Regions from separate parts of the Pan troglodytes genome. Here region 1 is linked to region 2. The links are chromatin contacts, called in public Hi-C maps. All regions are on one chromosome and are shown on one strand. The core of a region is the stretch at or near the end of the contact, and the rest is flanking DNA. Distances in the headings are between cores, read along the strand shown. Region 1 holds the start of MRGBP (MRG domain binding protein). Region 2 overlaps SLCO4A1 (solute carrier organic anion transporter family member 4A1).

What was found. A called contact is a pair of places that touch in the nucleus more often than the background predicts.
Region 1: a Hi-C map of stem cell-derived neural progenitor cells shows a contact between it and region 2, with 7 times the contacts expected there. The contact joins the promoter of MRGBP here to the enhancer-like site in region 2. A contact is called at or near these places in 4 of 7 Hi-C or Micro-C datasets (blood, induced pluripotent stem cells and stem cell-derived neural progenitor cells), 1 of 1 datasets of contacts at active chromatin or transcription factors (stem cell-derived excitatory neurons) and 1 of 1 other capture datasets (stem cell-derived neural stem cells).

Annotation. Positions count from the first base shown.
Region 1 is chr21:69,117,476-69,122,831 of NHGRI_mPanTro3-v2.0_pri, reverse strand. MRGBP (MRG domain binding protein) reads right to left here and starts at 2,671. Exons shown (of 5, transcript XM_016938269.2): 1 at 2,447-2,671; 2 at 1,887-2,008; 3 at 448-529; 4 at 67-141. The coding sequence starts at 2,594.
Region 2 is chr21:68,987,860-68,993,005 of NHGRI_mPanTro3-v2.0_pri, reverse strand. It overlaps SLCO4A1 (solute carrier organic anion transporter family member 4A1), which reads right to left. Exons shown (of 12, transcript XM_016938255.4): 7 at 3,338-3,533; 8 at 1,999-2,164; 9 at 1,725-1,897; 10 at 1,367-1,431; 11 at 831-979. Among named protein-coding and RNA genes, the nearest start is that of SLCO4A1, 27 kb to the right of the region's middle. Within about 2 kb of position 2,650, at least 6 of the 24 cell types and tissues checked have an H3K27ac peak or open chromatin away from gene starts, as enhancers often do. A contact at or near this core is called in stem cell-derived neural progenitor cells and stem cell-derived neural stem cells, where this site is marked.

The DNA of each region.
Region 1 (5,356 bases), core at 1,422-3,921, 130 kb before region 2:
GCCTGAGGGCAGTCTTGGGGTGCTGAGCCCCAAAGGGCATCAGGGCAGGGTGAGCTCCACACTCACCATCGTCAGCCCCATTGTGGGGGTCCACGTCTTCCTTCATCTCCTCTTTCATCTCCTCTTCTATCATCACTTTTCCTGTGGAGGAGACAGCTGACGCTCACCGAAAACCCACGGTGGTGGCCGACGCTGGGGGATGGTCAGGCCAGGGACTGCTCCGACGCTTGCTGCCCACACAGGCCTCAGCTTCCGTCCAGCCACTGCTCTCAAACAAAGTCCTCTCCAATCCCGGAGGTTCCAAGACCACCCAAGCACAGGTAGGGCGGGGTCTGCGCTGGACCCTCACACCTCCCTGGAGGCCCGGGGTCCTCACCCTCACCTCCCTGCCCTTGGCCAGGGTCTGGCCTTTTCTGAATCCCAAGCCCAACCTCTCCCGAGCCTCACCTTCTCGGACCTCCTGAATGATCTCTTCTGGAAGGACGAAGTTCCTCTCTGGATTCGGGAATGGAAGAATCTCAGACTCGTGCTGATATCAAATAGAGAGTGTCGTTTAAGAAACAAGGGTGAAAATGCAGTTTCAAGAAGTCACTAGAGCCGTGTAAGAGCCACTTGGGGAGAGGCCAATGAGCACACATCACTGTGTTGGAGGCTGCGGCGGGCGGGGCAAGGGCAAAGGGCATTTCTTCTTTTTGTGAACAGCGCCTGCCACAGCTGGGCTTTCCAGACAGACCCAGGGAGGGCAGAACCAGCGGCAGCAGGTGCAGGAGTCAGGAAGACCCACCGGGGCCAGCATCACTAAGGCGGGCCCTGAGGACCGGGCAGCCCTGGTGACACACACCTGTGGGCTCCGCCTGCCCAGCACGGCCTGCAGTCTCACCATGAGACTGCGTTCCCCAAGGCGGCGTGCAGAGGGCACAGTGACAGCCCTGGGGAAAGGCCGCAGGCACCTCGAGTTCTCATCCACGTGGCAGGAGCCCATGGACACCGAGGGTGTCGGTTGGGAGCGCCACAGGCACAGAACCAGGCAAAGAAGAAGAGAGTGCTTGCCAGGCACTGCCCTCCTGAGGTCGCACAGACCAGAGGGAGAGACCTATGTCATACTGGGATGGCTGGTGTGGCCCTGAGTCCAACGTGGCTGGCACAGACTCTCCACCAGCACAGGTCCCCACTCCTCCTGGTCACCTGACCCCCGACCCCCACCCCACTCTCCAAGTACACCACCTTCTTTGAGCTCCTGGACCCACCACCTCCTGCTGCCACAGGGCCTGGAACACCCACCTGTCTCTTCTGGCCACCCTGCTTACCTAGTTAACCCGCTCGCCCGTCACACACTGCCAGCTCCAAGCTCTGCGAGGACTGGAACTCTACTTGTCTGACTCCCACAGAAGTCACCAAATTCACCTTGGTGTGACTCGGATAGGGTCACCCTCTGCCTAAAGCACTTCAGGGGCCTCCCAGGAGGCTGACAATGGCCTAAGGGCCCGGGACTCTGCATCCTTCCCTCCCTCCCCAGGGTCTCAGCTGGAGACTCTGGCCCAGCACCCAGTCTAAAGCAGAGCCCCTGAAAAGCTAGCCAGCTGCTAGCACTGTGTTTGTGCTTTCCATGACAGGCTCTGGAGCCCCGGGATGCCCTCCTTAAGGACGGGCCTCAATGCAGGGGTCTCTGCCCAGCGGACCCCAGCAGGCACGGAGGGGCCCCTGCCCAGCTCAGGCTGACCCTGAGAGCTCACTGCAGACCCCAGCAGGGATGGAGGGGCCTCTACTCTGCCCAGCAGACCCCAGCAGACATGGAGGGGTCTCTGCCCAGCTCAGGCTGACTCTGAGAGAGCGGTGTGCGGGTTCGTGCCCCCATCGGGCGGCACAGGGAGGGCGGTTGGGCTCACCAGCGCCTGCATGTCGTACATGGTGCTCAGATGGTCCCAGATGACCTTGGATGGGACCTGCCGCCCGATGTTCTGGCTGAACTTGTCCCGAATACAAATCATGTGGAAGTGTCGGTTCACACCTGAGGGGAGGAGGGGCGGCGGGATAACCGGTGAGCGGGGAGGAGAACGGGGATGGAGGGGACGGGCTGCCCTGGGGACTGGAGGGGCAAGGGTGGCTGCGGAGAGATGGGGAGGGCCAGGGTGTGGAGGGGCTGTGGGGGGGCAGGGCTGGGTGGTGTGTGTGGGAGGGGGTGGGGTGTCCCGGGGCGGGGGTGGGGGTGGGGCACTGCGGGCTGGGGCCTCGCGGTGTCACGCGGGTAGGGGTCGTGGGCGGGGTCCGGGGCGGGGTCCGAAGGGCGCGTGGGAGGGGGCGGGGGTCCCGGGACGGGTGTGGCGGCGGTGTCACGGCCCGGGCTCGGCGGGGAGCGTGGGGGCGAGGGTGTCGCGAGCGCAGGCCCCGCCCCGCCCCGCCGGTTGCCCGCCCCGCCCCCACGCGCGTCCGCAGCCTGGGCGCTCACCGACGGGCTTGTGGCCCAGCATGGCGTGGAAGAGGCACACCTCCACCTCGGGGCTCCACACCACTGTCTCCTCCGCCGGGCTGGTGGCCGCCTCCCCCGGGCCCTTGTCGCCGGCGGCGCCCCCGCCGCCCACCTCGGCCTCTCCCATGGCCGCGGCCCGGCAGAGCAAGGAGCCCCCGGCGGGAGCAGGCGCGGCCACGAGCTCCGCGCAGGCGCACTCGGGGGCGGGCGCGCGCTCCGCCGGGTACGCGCTCGGGCTCACGCGCCGGCGTCGGCGCAGGCGCAGCCGAGGTCTCGGGTCCCTTCCCGCCGGGGACTCCGCCCTGCTCCGCCCCGCGCGGGGGTGCTTAAAACGTGTTCCTCTTTAAAGCACAGTAAGAAATACACTGCACCCAAACAAAAAAGTCTGTGCTTCAAAGGAAACCATCAGAAAAGTGAAAAGACGACCCACAGATGAGAGAAAATATTTGCAAATCCTATATCTGATAATGAACTTCCTTGTAGAAGGTATAAATAATTCTTATAACTCGATAATAAAAAGACAATCTAACTATAAAACGGCTAAGGATTTGGATACACATTTTTCCAAAGAAGATGTACAGATGGGCCGGGCGCGGTGGCTCACGGCTGTAATCCCAGCACTTTGGGAGGCCGAGGCGGGCGGATCACCTGAGGTCAGGAGTTCGAGACAAGCCTGGCCAACATCGTATAAGCCCGTCTCTACTAAAAATACAAAAAAAGTAGCCGGGCGTAGTGGCGGGCGCCTGTAATCCCAGTTACTCGGGAGGCTGAGGCAGGAGAATCGCTTGAACCCGGGAGGCAGTGAGCCGAGATCGCGCCATTGCAATCCAGCCTGGGCAACAAGAGCGAAACTCCGACTCGAAAAAAAAAAAAAGATGTACAGATATGGCTAATGAGCACCATCGGTCACGCGAAACGAGAATTAGCCCGCGTGGGGACCCCCTGCCCCGCCGAGACCGCCACAACCACGCGGCCGGGGTGACGAATGCTGCGAGGGTCAGGGCTCGGGACCCTCGTGCGGTCGTGCTGTGCGGTCAGATGGGCCGCTGCTGCGAAAGACAGTCTGGCCGTTCTTTCAACGATGGAACCGTCTCCCTAGGAAGCAGCAGCTCCGTGGCGGGCGCCCGCGGCAGTGGAACAAGACACAGGTTCAGGCGGGGACCCGCAGCCGCGAGGCAAGCGCCGCCCCCAACCCGGGGCTGAACCTGCGAGGGGCGCCTGGAGCGCGGGCACCCGCACGTCGCAGCCGCGTTCAGCCTAAAAGCAGCGAGCGCGGACTGCGGCAGCGTGGGTGCGGGCTGAGACGAAAGTCAGAGAATTCAGACACCAAAATACACAGCATGGGAATCCATTCACAGGAAGAGCCAGAACTGGCAACTCCATAGGAATAGAAAGTAGATGCACGGTTGCCGGGGACGGGGGAGGGGGAGGGAAACGCGAGTCACTGCGGATGGGGACCGGCTTCTTTTTTGTTTGTTTTTGAGGCAGAGTCTCGCTCTGTTGCCCGGGCTGGGGTGCAATGGCACGATCTCGCCTCACTGCAACCTCTGCCTCTTGGGTTCAAGCGATTCTACTGCCTCAGACTCCCGGGTAGCTGGGACTACAGGCGCTCACCACGGCCGGCTAATTTTTGTATTTTTAGTAGAGACGCGGTTTCACTATGTTGGCCAGGCTGGTCTCGAACTCTTGACCTCAGGTGATCCTTCCTCCTCGGCCTCTCAAAGTGCTGGGATTACAGGCTTGAGCCACCGCGCCCGGCCGGGCCCAGCTTCATTTTAAGGAGGTGAAATGCTCTGGAATTAGATAGTGGCCACGGTTGCTCGCAACAAAACCCCACCGAATCGTGCGCTTTAAGCGGGTGAACTTAACGGTCTCAATAAAGATGTTAAGGAAAAAACAAAACCAGAAACCCCACAATTACTGCAGGCATAGGGCTCACTGCCCGGGTCTGGGTGCGGGATGGAAGGGCTCACGCCCGCCCCCAGAGTCCAGCGCCTCCTGGGAGAAAGGGCAAGTAGGGGGTCTGGCCCTGCCGGCCTTGACCGCCTGCCTCCGACTCCCGGCCGCCGCGCAGCCCAAGCTCTGGTGAAGCGTTAACCGCGGGTCGCTGCGGAGGCCCCACCGCGGGGCGGGGCCGGGGCCGGGCGGTGAAGAGGGGGCGTGATCAGGGCGGGGCCTAGGCTGGGGCCGGGCGGGGAAGCGCTCAGGAGGGCGGCTCGGGGGCGGGTCAGGGGCGGGGCCGCCAGGTCAAAACGCATCCATGACGAGCTTAAGGCGGCATCCAATCAAGGCCGCCGCGGCCTCCAGCTCCGCCCGCTCCGCCTCCGCCCTGCCCTCACGGGCTTCTCTCCGCACCATTCCCTCTCGGCCACGCCCACCACGGCCCACTGGCCAGTGACCCGCTACGCGGATATTTTCGCCTCTGCGGGTGTAGGCTCCGGGTCGGGCTTCCGGGTCCCTTGCCTGGCTCTGGCGCCTTCCAGCTGTGTGACCGGGCGAGGCCCTGAGCCTCTTGAGGGTTCAGTGCCCTCCTCCGTACAATGGGCCAACAACAGTCCCTTCCCTGGGGATCTCGGTGAGGGTTCGTTGCTCTGCAGGGTGCCCTGGGCCTGTGCCAGCGCGCTCAGGCATCCTGGTGACCAACCACAGCTGGCACTGGTGAACGCAGCCTCTTAGCCCAGGCAGGCTCTGGTCAGCCTCACCTGCTGGGACCGCTGAGTGGTCCAAGAGCTGGCTTGGCTGACTGGGACCTGGGCCTCAGCTTCCCCATCTGTGCAGGGGGCCGCTGGTGATACCGGTCCCTGCCATGCCCTGGTGGAGATATGGCCCAGTGAGACTTCGTGAGGGGTCCAGGCCACTGCTGTCACGTGGCACGTCTTCTACCCTGGC
Region 2 (5,146 bases), core at 1,401-3,900:
ATGTCTCCTTAAACCACTGCTTCTCTCCAGAGCCACACAAGGCCCTGCTCAGACTCGCCTCTTTTCTGCTAATCCGAGGGGAGGTGAACCAGCTGGGCTCCTTCCCTTTCTCTAACCTCCCTCCTGGAAAGCCTGAGGCCACGGGTTCCTGCAGGATGAACTTTCCTGGGTCCGTCACCCAAGGAAGAGCAACAAGATCCTCTGAACAGCTGGCCCTGGGACCGCATTTTATTTAGAAGGCTTTGTGCTTTATCGTCTAATGGGGGCAAATTCCAAACACAAATACTGCGTTTCCTCCCAGGTAGCATACGCCAAGAGTCACAACAGAAAGTTTCTGTTAGCTTGAAAAATGAGGGCCAGACTAAGAGATCCAATGGAATCCAAGGCGCACTGGTCACAGAGAGGCTGCAACCTGCCCGCCGGCCCCCCAGACTGAGGCCCGGAGTGGACCAGCTAGTCAAGCCGCTCTAACAGGAGCAGCCGCTTCTTATTTCTGCAAAGCTTTTAGTTAACGGGCACCCCGGGTACGTGCAAGACCACACTGTGGAAGGGCAGCCCCAGGAGGTGGGAGAGGGAGCAGGGCCCGGGCCTGGGCTTTGCTGGAGCTGTTGGGGGCCTGGACAGTGAACCCCAGGAGGAGGCCCTGCAGCCCGCCTGCCTCTCCCCACAACCAACTCATGAGGAATGTGGGAAGGGCCTTCTAGAAACCGGCTGCAGGAACATCTGTGATGTACTAGGCTGTGGTCCAAGCTGCTGGAAGATCGCAGCGTATCCAGAGCCCCCAGCCACCCTCAGAGCAGACCCTCTGTCCCCTCCCTGGGCCTGCTTACCTTGTACAGGAGCCCCATGATGAGTATGTAGCGGCTCATGGCCGAATTCTGGTACACCAAGCAGGAGCCCTGCTGGCCACACTGGTCCTGCCACAGCAGACAGGCCTTGTCGATCACCCAGCCGAAGGCGATGGGCCCCGGGATGCCCCCTGCGGAGAGAAGCCCACTCAGCACCCACACTCCTGGTGGGCAGGGGCTAGGCAGGGGGCAGGCAGCCAAGAGGCCTGGAATGATGGGCTCTGGGAAGGTGATACTGGCCGTTGGAGTTCTCAGGGGGTGCAAAGAGGGCTTAAACGTTCCTTTCTTTGGGCATTCGGCATTGGGGCTGCCAGTTTCCCATGATCTCCCAGGGAAAGCCTTTGGGCAAATAAATGACGATGGGCCCCTCTAGTGGACAGTTAGGGAATGGACCCCTTCCCAGGCGGGAACAGCCTCCAGCTGGGAAGCACATCCCTTGGTGGTTAGACACTTGCCCATGCCCTTGTGCAGTGAGCACACTGTGCAACTGACCATGGCTTCCTCACACTGCACAGTACCTAGTATTCTAACTACAATCCACTGGATTCCCAGGGCAAAGGACCTCTGAGGGTCACGGACACATCTGCAATAGAAAACCACAGCGTCAGCACCCACAGAAGTGGGGTTGCATGCCAAGTCACCCCCCAGGCCAGTGGCCTCCTGGACCAGCCCCCAGCCACATCATCACCCCCCCCCTAAGTGGGAAGCCCCTCGTCAGAGATCAGAGACAGTGAGGTCTCTCCTGCCACCAGTGACAGACAGGCCCGCTTAGACCTGGGTGTTTCCTGGAGTGCTCCTGTCTCAGGATCTGCAGAGCTCCGCCTCAGGGTGCTGCAAGGAAAGCTCTGGACAAGCGCACACCCGACCCCGGCTTACCGTAGAGTTGCCGTTAGTGCAGGAATGCTGCTGAGGAATGTAAAGAAAATTACAACGAATATGAAAACCAGAAGGAGGGGCTTTCTCTGACAAGTTGAAGTGCATTTCCCTGCAGTGGCATGGCCAAAACCAGAGGAAAGATTCTGAGGGACACAGCTACAGTCTCGGTACACCTGGGAAGCCCAACAATAGCTCCGATTACAAGGGGAAGGCACGGGGGCCCCTTCCCAGGGTCCAGGGAAGGACAGGGGTGGTAGGCAGCGGCCCCACTCACCTTCTGGCCGTCCACATTCGTCTCCGTGGCTGCAGGGCACCCTGCATGGCACAGTGAGAAGTACATGAGGCCGTCCGAGCCGCACACAGGGCTGTAGTGTTCTGGCTGGCAGCTGCAGGCAGCGTTGCAGGGAGCCGTTAGGTTCAGGTGGCCTTCGGGCAGGAGGCTGCAGAGGGGGGACAAGCGAGTGGTAGGGTCCAGGCCAGAGCCATGCTGGCACCCAGCAGGCACAGGGTCAGCCATGGGGCTCGTCCCCATGCAGCCTACATTTCGGGTCCACAAACTTGCCAAGCTTGCACCGCCCCCAGCACGCTGGGCACTCACGCTGGGCACTGCCTTCTGGTGATAGAATGGTTTTTCCTTTTCACGCAAGGAAGGCACACCCATGCCCCCCAGCACCGTCCGCCTGATGCACAGCCCCTTTCCCTAGTTCGTTTGTTTTTGGACAGGCAACACATTCATATGGATCAAATGCAAACATTAGGAAAGAAAGAGCGCCAAGTACACAAAGGCAGCCTCGTGGCCCCGGCCCCACCCCAGTCCTCGGTTCTCCAGCCACAGGCCGGCTGTGCGTTTGCAGGGGTCGTCTGCACGTACACACCCCTCGGCAGTCACAAACATCTGCACTTCTCACTTGAATCAGAGCACACTGCACCCATTGTCCAACTCCTTCCTTTTTCCCACTTCACAGCATGTCTTGGCAGTAGCCCAGGATGAGCTTCCTCCATTCCTTCGTGGGCAGGGCCTCTGTTGTGAGGACAGCGTAGTGACCCCGTCCACCCTGATGACTCTTAGGTTGTTTCCGATAATGCCACAACGGCCGCCTTGTGCTTCTCTGCCTTGCACGGCACCTGCAGGTGCACTCCCGGGGCCTGCAGGGCAGGGCCGAGGTGCAGGCTACCTGTGTGTATTTTGGATATTCCCTAATTGCCACCTGACCAGCAGGTCCCCCTCCCACTCCCAGCACATGGCAACGCCAGGAGCACATCCTGGGACACTTTTTATGTCACCAAGAGACCAGCCTCAAGGACCCCGAACACTAGGGCTGTTGTTCCATTTGACACAGCTACAGAGCACAAGGCTGAGGCCCAGAGAGGCATATGACTGCCCGGGGGCACAGCCGGGACCCAAGCGCAGGCACTGCTGGGGGCTGGCATGGTGCCCTTTTACGTGGATGCTGCCAGGTGCCCCGCTGAGCGAGTGTTGCCCTTGCCGCTGTCCTGTGACGTAGCCCTTTTCAAAACCGCCTCTCCCAAGCGCTGCGCCACTCCTCCTCCATGCCCAGGGACCATGGGTGCTCGGGGCCCCGACGCGTACCCAGGTGCCATCTGGCCCTCACCTCCCGCCGTAGCTGGCTGTGACGCCCGCCATGGGCACACTGGGGCAGTGCAGGGAGAAGACGAGGATGCCCAGCAGGCTGACAACGGTGCAGAACAGGCAGAACTTGATGACCGCGGAGCCCCGGAGCCTGAGCTTGTTCACAAAGAAGCCGCCCAGGAAGGTGCCGCCACCACCCGCTGGCACCACCAGGTACCCTGGGGAGAGGGAGGGATTAAGCCAGGGACTCAGGCAGGGGGCCGTGGTGGGAGAGGGTGGCGGATCAGCCGGGTCCACTTTACAGGTGGGGAAACTGAGGCATAGAGGGATCAATTCCTGCCTGCATGGCAGCACTCAACACCACACCTGAGCGCTTAGCTGCTGCGCTGATACAGCCCTAGGAGGGACCTCTGTCCAGAGCCTGCAGCCGGGATGCCTCAGAGGCCGGGCGGGGGCGGGGGCGGGGCAGGGCAGGGGGCAGGTGGCAGGTGGCAGGGGGCAGGGCAGGGGGCAGGGGGCAGGGCAGGGGGAGGAGGAGAGCCCAGAGTGCTCCAAGGTCAGCAGCCCCTGCCCCAGTGGGAAGCCAATGACTCCTCCAGTAACCCCCCTCCAGGGCAGCCACACCCCTCCTCCCCCAGGGGCCTCTGCCAAGTCCCTGCAGGCTGTGACAAGGACATTTGTCGAAGCCTGAGTGGCCACCATCAGTACAAAATTGGGATCAGCTGGCATCTGGCTTCTAGGCTGACAAGTGAGGAGGGCACAGGTGAGGGGACAGGTGGAGAGGGGACAGGTTTGTGGGGACAGGTGGGGAGGGGACAGGTTTGTGGGGACAGGTGGAGAGGGGACAGGTTTGTGGGGACAGGTGGGGAGGGAACAGGTTTGGGGGGACAGGTGGGGAGGGGACAGGTTTGTGGGGACAGGTGGAGAGGGGACAGGTTTGGGGGGACAAGTGGGGAGGGGACAGGTTTGTGGGGACAGGTGGAGAGGCTCTCCAAGGGGCAGTAGAGCTGACCTCTGGGGGGCTGAGTGTGGGCGTGTGGGCGTGTGGGCGTGTGGGAGTGTGGGCGTGTGGGCGTGTGGGAGTGTGGGAGTGTGAGAGTGTGGGCTTGTGGGAGTGTGGGCGTATGGGAGTGTGGGCGTGTGGGCGTGTGGGCGTGTGGGCATGTGGGCTTGTGGGAGTGTGGGAGTGTGAGAGTGTGAGTGTGGGCTTGTGGGAGTGTGGGCGTGTGGGCGTGTGGGCGTGTGGGAGTGTGGGCTTGTGAGTTCAGCCCAGAGGGGCCAGGCCTGGATGGGCCTGTGGGGGAGGGAGGGGAGCCCTCATCTGACGCCCTCTTCCTGTCCAGATAGTGGACCCTGGAAGGGTAGAGCACGGTAGATTGGCGGTGGTGGCCCACATGCCTGGCACCTCTGCCATGGCCCAGGGTACCCTGTGAACGCTGGCAGGAGGAGGAGCTCTGAGGAGGAGTCCCCACTTTCTGCAGACCTGCCCAGCCTGGGAAGGCCAGCCTGCCTCTGGCACCGAGAAACCCCCAGCTGCACTGTTCCAGGAGGTCCTGAGGCACCAGTGCCTGGCTCATGGAACAGCCAGGTCCAAACCCTTCCTGCACCAAGTCACAGAAGCCAAGACTAGGTGGCTAAGGGGTGGAGCCCACCGTGGACCCTTCCACCTACGGAGCATGTCCCACAAAGAGGGCGGGACCACCACTCTTCCGGCCTGTGGACAGTCGCTCAGCTCCCGTGGTGCTCTCCACACCTGCTCTGGCAGCGGGGGTGGGAGGGCACTCACTGCCATGTGCCCTGTCTGGGTCTTTCTAGAAGATGCCCTTGAAGA